Regions from separate parts of the Bos taurus genome. Here region 2 is linked to region 1. Evidence: chromatin contacts called from public Hi-C data. All regions are on one chromosome and are shown on one strand. The core of a region is the stretch at or near the end of the contact, and the rest is flanking DNA. Distances in the headings are between cores, read along the strand shown.

Region 1 (3,213 bases), core at 459-2,958:
ATAGTTTCTGCTGCCCCCACCCCTGCAAAGTCACATTTGCTTGAATTTAATAACATTTCTTCTCTAGGCTTGTCTGTATTTTTCAGATTTTGTAGTAATAATAATTAAAAAAAAAAAAACCCGTATTGCAATTAGTTCGGAAAACAAGAGCAACTTTAAAAAACCTGGCAGTGAACTCTCTCTCTCACGCATACTCGTTGCAGCATTCAGGAGTGGACTAAGGGAAGTCCATGTCTTCCGACCCTCAAAACCAGCCTCCTGGGTGTCTGCCTAGAACGTAGGTGGGTGACCTGTTTTAAGCTTTCTCCATTTGTCCAACAGGGGACCTGCCTCAACATCTTCAAGTCATGATCAACCTTCTGCGTTGTGAAGATAGAATCAAGCTGGTAAGAAGAGATGAGAGTGGCAAGTTTTCGTTTTTAATGGTGACATTTGGTAGCACTTACTGACGATCAGGGAGTTGGAAGGGAGGTTGGGGAATGAGGGGGTGGAGGGGGTTGGCTCTCTTACATTATAGCAAATTCTCCCAAGCTGTTCACTAAGGCCAAATCCCCATCTGCTCCTCTGTCCCCCAGAAGGTGCAGGAAAGGGTGGATAAGGTTTCTGGGTCAGTCTGTGCTGAGCTGAAATCGTCTTTCTCTGGGTTTTATTTGTTCACCCGTATTTAACGAAGTTTGAGGGTCTCCTCTGAGCCAGGCGCTGTCCCTCATGCTGGGGATATAAACCAGATGTAAGACTTTGATCTTAATTCCAAAACTCTCAGGGGAAAGATAAAAACAAAAGTCTCCGGTCTTGGGCTGGTGGAGGAAGGGGCGGCCGCCTGGAAAGGCAGGCAGCGAGAGCATGTCCGCCCGTCTAGGCCGTGCGCTTGGAGAGTGCCTGGGCGGAGCGGGTCCGGTACATGGTGGTGGTGGACAGCAGCGGGCGCCAGGACACGGAGGAGAGTATCCTGCTGGGAGTCGACTTTTCCAGTAAGGAGAGGTGAGTCTGCGCTGCACGGTGGCTCCCCTCTGCGGCACGGCCAGGAGTTGCTGCTGGAAAAAGGTTTCCAGGGTCTCACACCCATGGTGGGGACAGTAGATGACAAGGTGGTCAGGCCCTGGGGACCGTGGAGCCCCTCGTTTTAGCTCTCGTGTGTTGTGCTGAGCTTAGGGTCTATACTCTGCTTAGAGATTTAACCCTGGGTCCCAGGGGTGCCCTAGAAGAGGGCACTTTAACCAGGAGGGCTTCCTGGAGGAGGTGACAGCTATGGTGAATACCCCAGGGCAAGCAGGAGCAGGACCAGGTAAAGCAGGAAGGCGCCTTCCAGGCTGACCATCCCATATGAAAGTATGTGATCGATGGGCATTATATCAAGGGCCTGATTCAGTATTAATATCCCGTGGATTCCCAAGTACTTGTTGATGGGTCCTAGGTCAAAGGCTTGAAGAGAGGTTGGGAATTTCCCAGTAACTGGAGGCCAAGTTTCTAATAGTTATATCATAGATCTTATTATGTGTGTTAAATGGAGGTGAACGATTCTCCTTACATATCAGAGAAGTTAATGCGAGTGAGATCATTGCAGAACCTGAATTTGTTAAAACTGGATTAGAGTAGACTCTCTTTATTCCTCATTAACCTGCTCTTCATTAAGCAAGCCATGCATTTGCATTCTCCTGAGTATGAGGCAATAGGCTCAGCCCGGCACACAGGGCAGCAAGAGTATCCACAGTTCTCAGCCTCAAGGAGCCTGTAAGCTCAGCGGGGAGAGAGCCGTAACCAGAAGTCAGGGTGATGTACCCAGTGATGGAGAAGTGTGGCGTGGTCATGGGACCCCAGGAGAGGCACGGGCCTGGCAGGCAGCCTGCCAGAGGCCTTCAGAAGCAGGCGATGGCTAAGGATATGCTGTTAGGATATGCAAAAAAAAAAAAAACCCACAGATTAAGCTCAATTTTAAAACACCAACTGCACAGCAGCTATAGAAACAGAGGTCCAGAAGTGAACTCCAGTCCTGGTGTTGGCACTTTCTCCACCCCTGCCACCCCAGGACAGGAGACTGAGGGCAGCTGCCACAATTTGCCTGTGTCCCCTAGACTGTGTGGCCTCGTGCCAAGCGTGTGCCTGCCGTTGCCGGCTTCCCCCTGCTGCGCTGTGGGCGTGTGGTCCGCTGGTTGCTCCTGGCCCCTGAGAGCTGCAGCTGAGACCTAGCATTTGTGGAGTCGTGGTCCCCCGTGACTGTCTCTAAGCTGGGGTTTCTGGCCATCCGAGGCCCGCGTCTTCTCGAATTCAGTGGTGGGCTGTCCCTGCAGACAGATACACCCCTAGGCAGTGGGACCAGGGGCAGGTGGTGGTTCCCCCCCATGAGCTGGACCAGCTGGGTGGAGACACAGCGAGGGAAGGCCTCGTGCAGGAGGGTGGACCCTAACTCCAGACGTCTCCTCTTCCCTCCTGTGTAGTAAAAGCTGTACCATCGGGATGGTTCTCCGACTGTGGAGCGACACAAAAATCCACCTCGATGGAGATGGGTAAGGAGACCTCTTTAAAAAGCTTGTTTCACCGTAGACTTTGAAACACAAGTCAGTTTGGACATGTTGGGTAATCATTAACACAGTCTCCACGTGTGACATGTTTATCGCGTCAGGAGTAACATTGCCCTCCCGTGAGGCTCACAAGGCAGGGTCCATTTGGGACGTGATACAAGGGAGTTTGGGCTTTCCTGATGGCTTAGTGGTAAAGAATCCACCTGCCAGTACAGGGCACATGGGTTAGATCCCTGGGTCAGGAAGATCCCCTGGAGGAGGAAATGGCAACCCACCCCAGTATTCTTGCCTGGGAAATCCCATGGACAGAGGAACCTGGCAGGCTACAGTCCATTTGGTCGAAAAGAGTCAGGCACAACTGAGCACGCACACTCCTCTAATGAGAAGGGAGTCTGGGTCACGAGGTACCAACAGAAACAGTCTGCTTTTGGGGAGATCTTCTGCTGTATGAAGTTCAAGAATAGCATTAAACAGACGTTCCTCCATTTGCTTTGAGTTGTTAAATGAACACGCGCCGTGTGCCCTCGCGGCGGCTGGTCCCTGCAAGTGCACGGGTGAAGTGGTGTGGCTGGAGTTCCAGGTCTCTGAGGGCTGAGGGGAGACACACACCAGCAGGTGCAGTGTGTTTCGGGTGCCCCTTGGGGGCGCTGAAGAGGTGGAATCATCCCAGCGGGCCAGGCAGGTAGACCAGGGC
Region 2 (3,213 bases), core at 419-2,918, 110 kb after region 1:
GCCCGCTGAGGGTTCAGCAGAGGGTGTCTGATGCCTCTCTTCCTCTCTGCTCCCCGAGTATGTGTCTGGAAGAGCGAGTGGTATTAGAGTCCTTGCAGTGGCCACAGAACACAGAGAAGCTAACGGACCAGCCTGGAGATCAGAGCTGATCTCATTTGTGCTAATTGGCCCAGGCATGAACTAGAGCTTTCACACATGTGATATCTTGGACATAAATTAGGCAGTTAGGTAAAGGGCTGAATTAATTTGAAGACAAATTAATTTCATTGCCAAGAATCCTGCTGTTGAGACTTAAAATTACATATTGGGGTCATAAGGGTCACAGTTACCAACAAGAAGAAGAATCATGAACATAGATCCTTTTATTTTGCCGGGCACCGTGTGAAGCCTTCACATGGTGCTTATTTTAATCACTGTTAACAGCGCAGTGAGGCAGGAGCGTGTCCCATTTTACCACTCAGGAAGCCCAGGCCCAAGAGAGGTGACATTTTGTCAAAGGTCACTCCGTTCGCAGTAGTTCACCTTTGGGGGTGCTTGGGGGCGCAGAATGTTTCCACGTGTTGACCTTTCCAGTTACCCTCAGAGGGTAGAGCTGCTGCTGTCCCTTGAATCAAACAAGGAAATCGAGGCTCCAGGAAGTGAAGCCCCTTCTTCATGCTGACGTGGCCACTTAGCGTCCCAGCTCTGGCGGAGACCTGGCCTCTGACATCCTGGCCCGCGGCCACACCAGGCTGCGTCCCGGGTCGTGCGCAGGGAAACTAAACATAGGCTGAATGAGACTCCTGCGACCTCTCCAGTCCAAACTGGAAGGCCGTTGTGGCTGCAGCAGGGAGCCCAGCAAAGGGCAGAGAGCCACGTGCCAGCGGGCCTGTGAGCCAGCTCAGCGGGCACCGAGCAGGGCTGTGTCCACTTCATGTGCAAGGACCTACAGGTGTGCCAGGCCTTTCCCGAGTCCACCTTCCTCCCTGCAGAGGCTGGAGGGCTGCTGTCTTCGCGTCTCCTCGCACAGGAGTTCCCGTCACTGTCCCCTCCTGCTGGGGCTCTCCTGCCAGTGTTATCTTTTTACTCTGCTGTCTCTCAGCCCCTCAGCCAGCCTCTTTGGAGCATCTACTCTTTAGAAAATTGCTCCCTACAGCTGTTTTCTTTTGAAACTAGATCCTTGATTTCCTTCCTTCCCTCTCCCCTTCCTTCTTTCCTGCTTCCGCCTATCACCTAACTCCTATTCATCCTTAGAGGTGTCTCCTCAGGGAATCTTCCTGGATGTACCAGACTCAGGTGGCAGGAAGGCAACCTCGTGACACTTAATTTTCACTCCACTTAGCTTACACCAGTGTCGCGTTGGTAATGTAGACTCTGGTTTCCTAGTGAAAAAGACAAGTAATAAGTACAGCTAACACTTACCCAGAGCCTGCCTTAGGCCAGGCATTGTTCTGAGTGCTTTAGATTGCTGTTGTCACATTGGTCTCCAGACAACCCCAGTGAGAGCAAATTCCTTATTATTCCCATTTTATAGGCGAGGAAGCTTGAGGTCCAGATAGGTTAGGTGAATGTCCCCAAGGTCATACAGCTGATATGTAGAATTAGGATATTCCACATCCCTGCACTGTACTGGGGGCACTGACTGTGTGTCAGGCACTGTTCCAGGACTTTCTTAATTCGTTTAGTCCTCACGGCACTAAATGAAGTCTGACGCTTCCCTGCGCTGAGCCCTTTGACCATCAACGTAAGAGGCCTGGGCTGGAGTGGAACCAAGATCTGCTTGGTTCCTGAGCCCATGCTCCAGCTGTCTGCTTGACTTTGCTGTCTTTTGCTTTCAGTCTCATAGACTGACCACTCTGCTTTGTTAAGACTGTAAACCCCTTGAGAGCAAGATCTAAGCTTAGTTGTCCTTCCCCTCCTTGCCTGGTAATGGGCCTGTGTTATGGTGGCTACTCAAGGAAAATGCTCTTGAGTGAGTGACCGAGATAGTAAGATGGGTTAGGTGTCTGCGTGAAATGCATAAGCCTTGTTGACGGAACCGTGAGGTCTGCCAAAAGTGAGATAAAGAAGGGACAAAGAATTTCCTCATTTTTAAAAGTATATAATAAATATTATGCTCCATCACTAAAATCTCCTTGCCATCCAAAGAAAAGATGAAGAAGCTTGAGAAAGAAGAGATGAAGTCCTGTTATGAGCTCTCATGTTTAAGACAGGAAATGCTGATTATATCCAAAGCCACCCATCACTCCACGCCTCATTAGGGATTTTGAAAATGCACTATTTAATCGGGGTCAGTCAGGCACTGAAGGTTTTACGATCCTTGTGGGAAAACCCGGCAGCCCGCGGTCACAGTGCCACCTGGAGACAGCATATGGAATTACATGCTTTCTGTCCCAAGCCTGGTCAGAATTCATTTTGCAAAATGCATTTCCTGTTGAGTCATTGAAGTCCCACTTCCTAATTGTTTCTGTGCTGACTTCGTGCTTTGATTAAATCAGTGCTTGTTTTCTGTTCAAAATTTCTGTCCTGCTTTACATTCAAATAGCCAAGTTCAATGTGGAGCTGTTTTACTGATCATAAACCGTTGAATAAAAACAGGGGAAAGCAAACAGATAACACTGGAGGGTAGCAGACACCCACACTCCAGGAGAGGGGCCGCAGGCCAGAGTCTGTTCTGTCCGGAGGAGAGAAGCCTGGTCTGGGTGAGGGGTGAGAAGGAGCAAAGTCGACCCCCCTTGCCTTCCCATGCTGGTTCACATCTGCCTCAAAACCCGCTGACTGATGGAGCATTCAGGGGAAATTAGGTGGTTTCTTAAGCCATCAGAAGGCGGGTTTATGGATAATCCCATAATTCACGACTTGCCTACGGTCCTCAGACTGGCACCCTTTTTGTCCTGATTCTTTGCAGGACAACAGCCGAGCTGAACCTTAACCACTCCTAATCCAGACTCTGCCTCCGCTAAGCAATTGAAAACACACAGTTGTTTGTCTCCTCCTTAAAAACCCCCAACAAAGGAAAATTCTACTTCTCACTTGTTCCACTGTTGAGCATGATTTTTTCCACTGGCAAGTTCTAAATTTGTTATGAACTAGTCGCATAAACTCTTTTATGGTAGAAGATTTACTTAATACAGAAGAAAATAATTGTTTTAATCTTTAACCTTTTCAAAAGCTTAAATGTTACTTAATATCTGGTTTTAACAGCTTTATTGAGATTTAATTTACATGTAGCTC

Evidence for each region. A called contact is a pair of places that touch in the nucleus more often than the background predicts.
Region 2: a contact with region 1 is called in a Hi-C map of liver, with 2.7 times the contacts expected there. The contact joins two enhancer-like sites. A contact is called at or near these places in 2 of 11 Hi-C or Micro-C datasets (liver and skeletal muscle).

The regions. Positions count from the first base shown.
Region 1 is chr17:64,155,558-64,158,770 of ARS-UCD2.0, forward strand. It overlaps SSH1 (slingshot protein phosphatase 1), which reads left to right. Exons shown (of 15, transcript XM_024977791.2): 4 at 322-386; 5 at 860-981; 6 at 2,436-2,504. Among named protein-coding and RNA genes, the nearest start is that of TRNAG-CCC, 30 kb to the right of the region's middle. Within about 2 kb of position 1,709, at least 3 of the 102 cell types and tissues checked have an H3K27ac peak or open chromatin away from gene starts, as enhancers often do. A contact at or near this core is called in liver, where this site is marked.
Region 2 is chr17:64,265,648-64,268,860 of ARS-UCD2.0, forward strand. The region is part of intron 3 of CORO1C (coronin 1C); the gene reads left to right. Among named protein-coding and RNA genes, the nearest start is that of SELPLG, 31 kb to the right of the region's middle. Within about 2 kb of position 1,669, at least 20 of the 102 cell types and tissues checked have an H3K27ac peak or open chromatin away from gene starts, as enhancers often do. A contact at or near this core is called in liver, where this site is marked.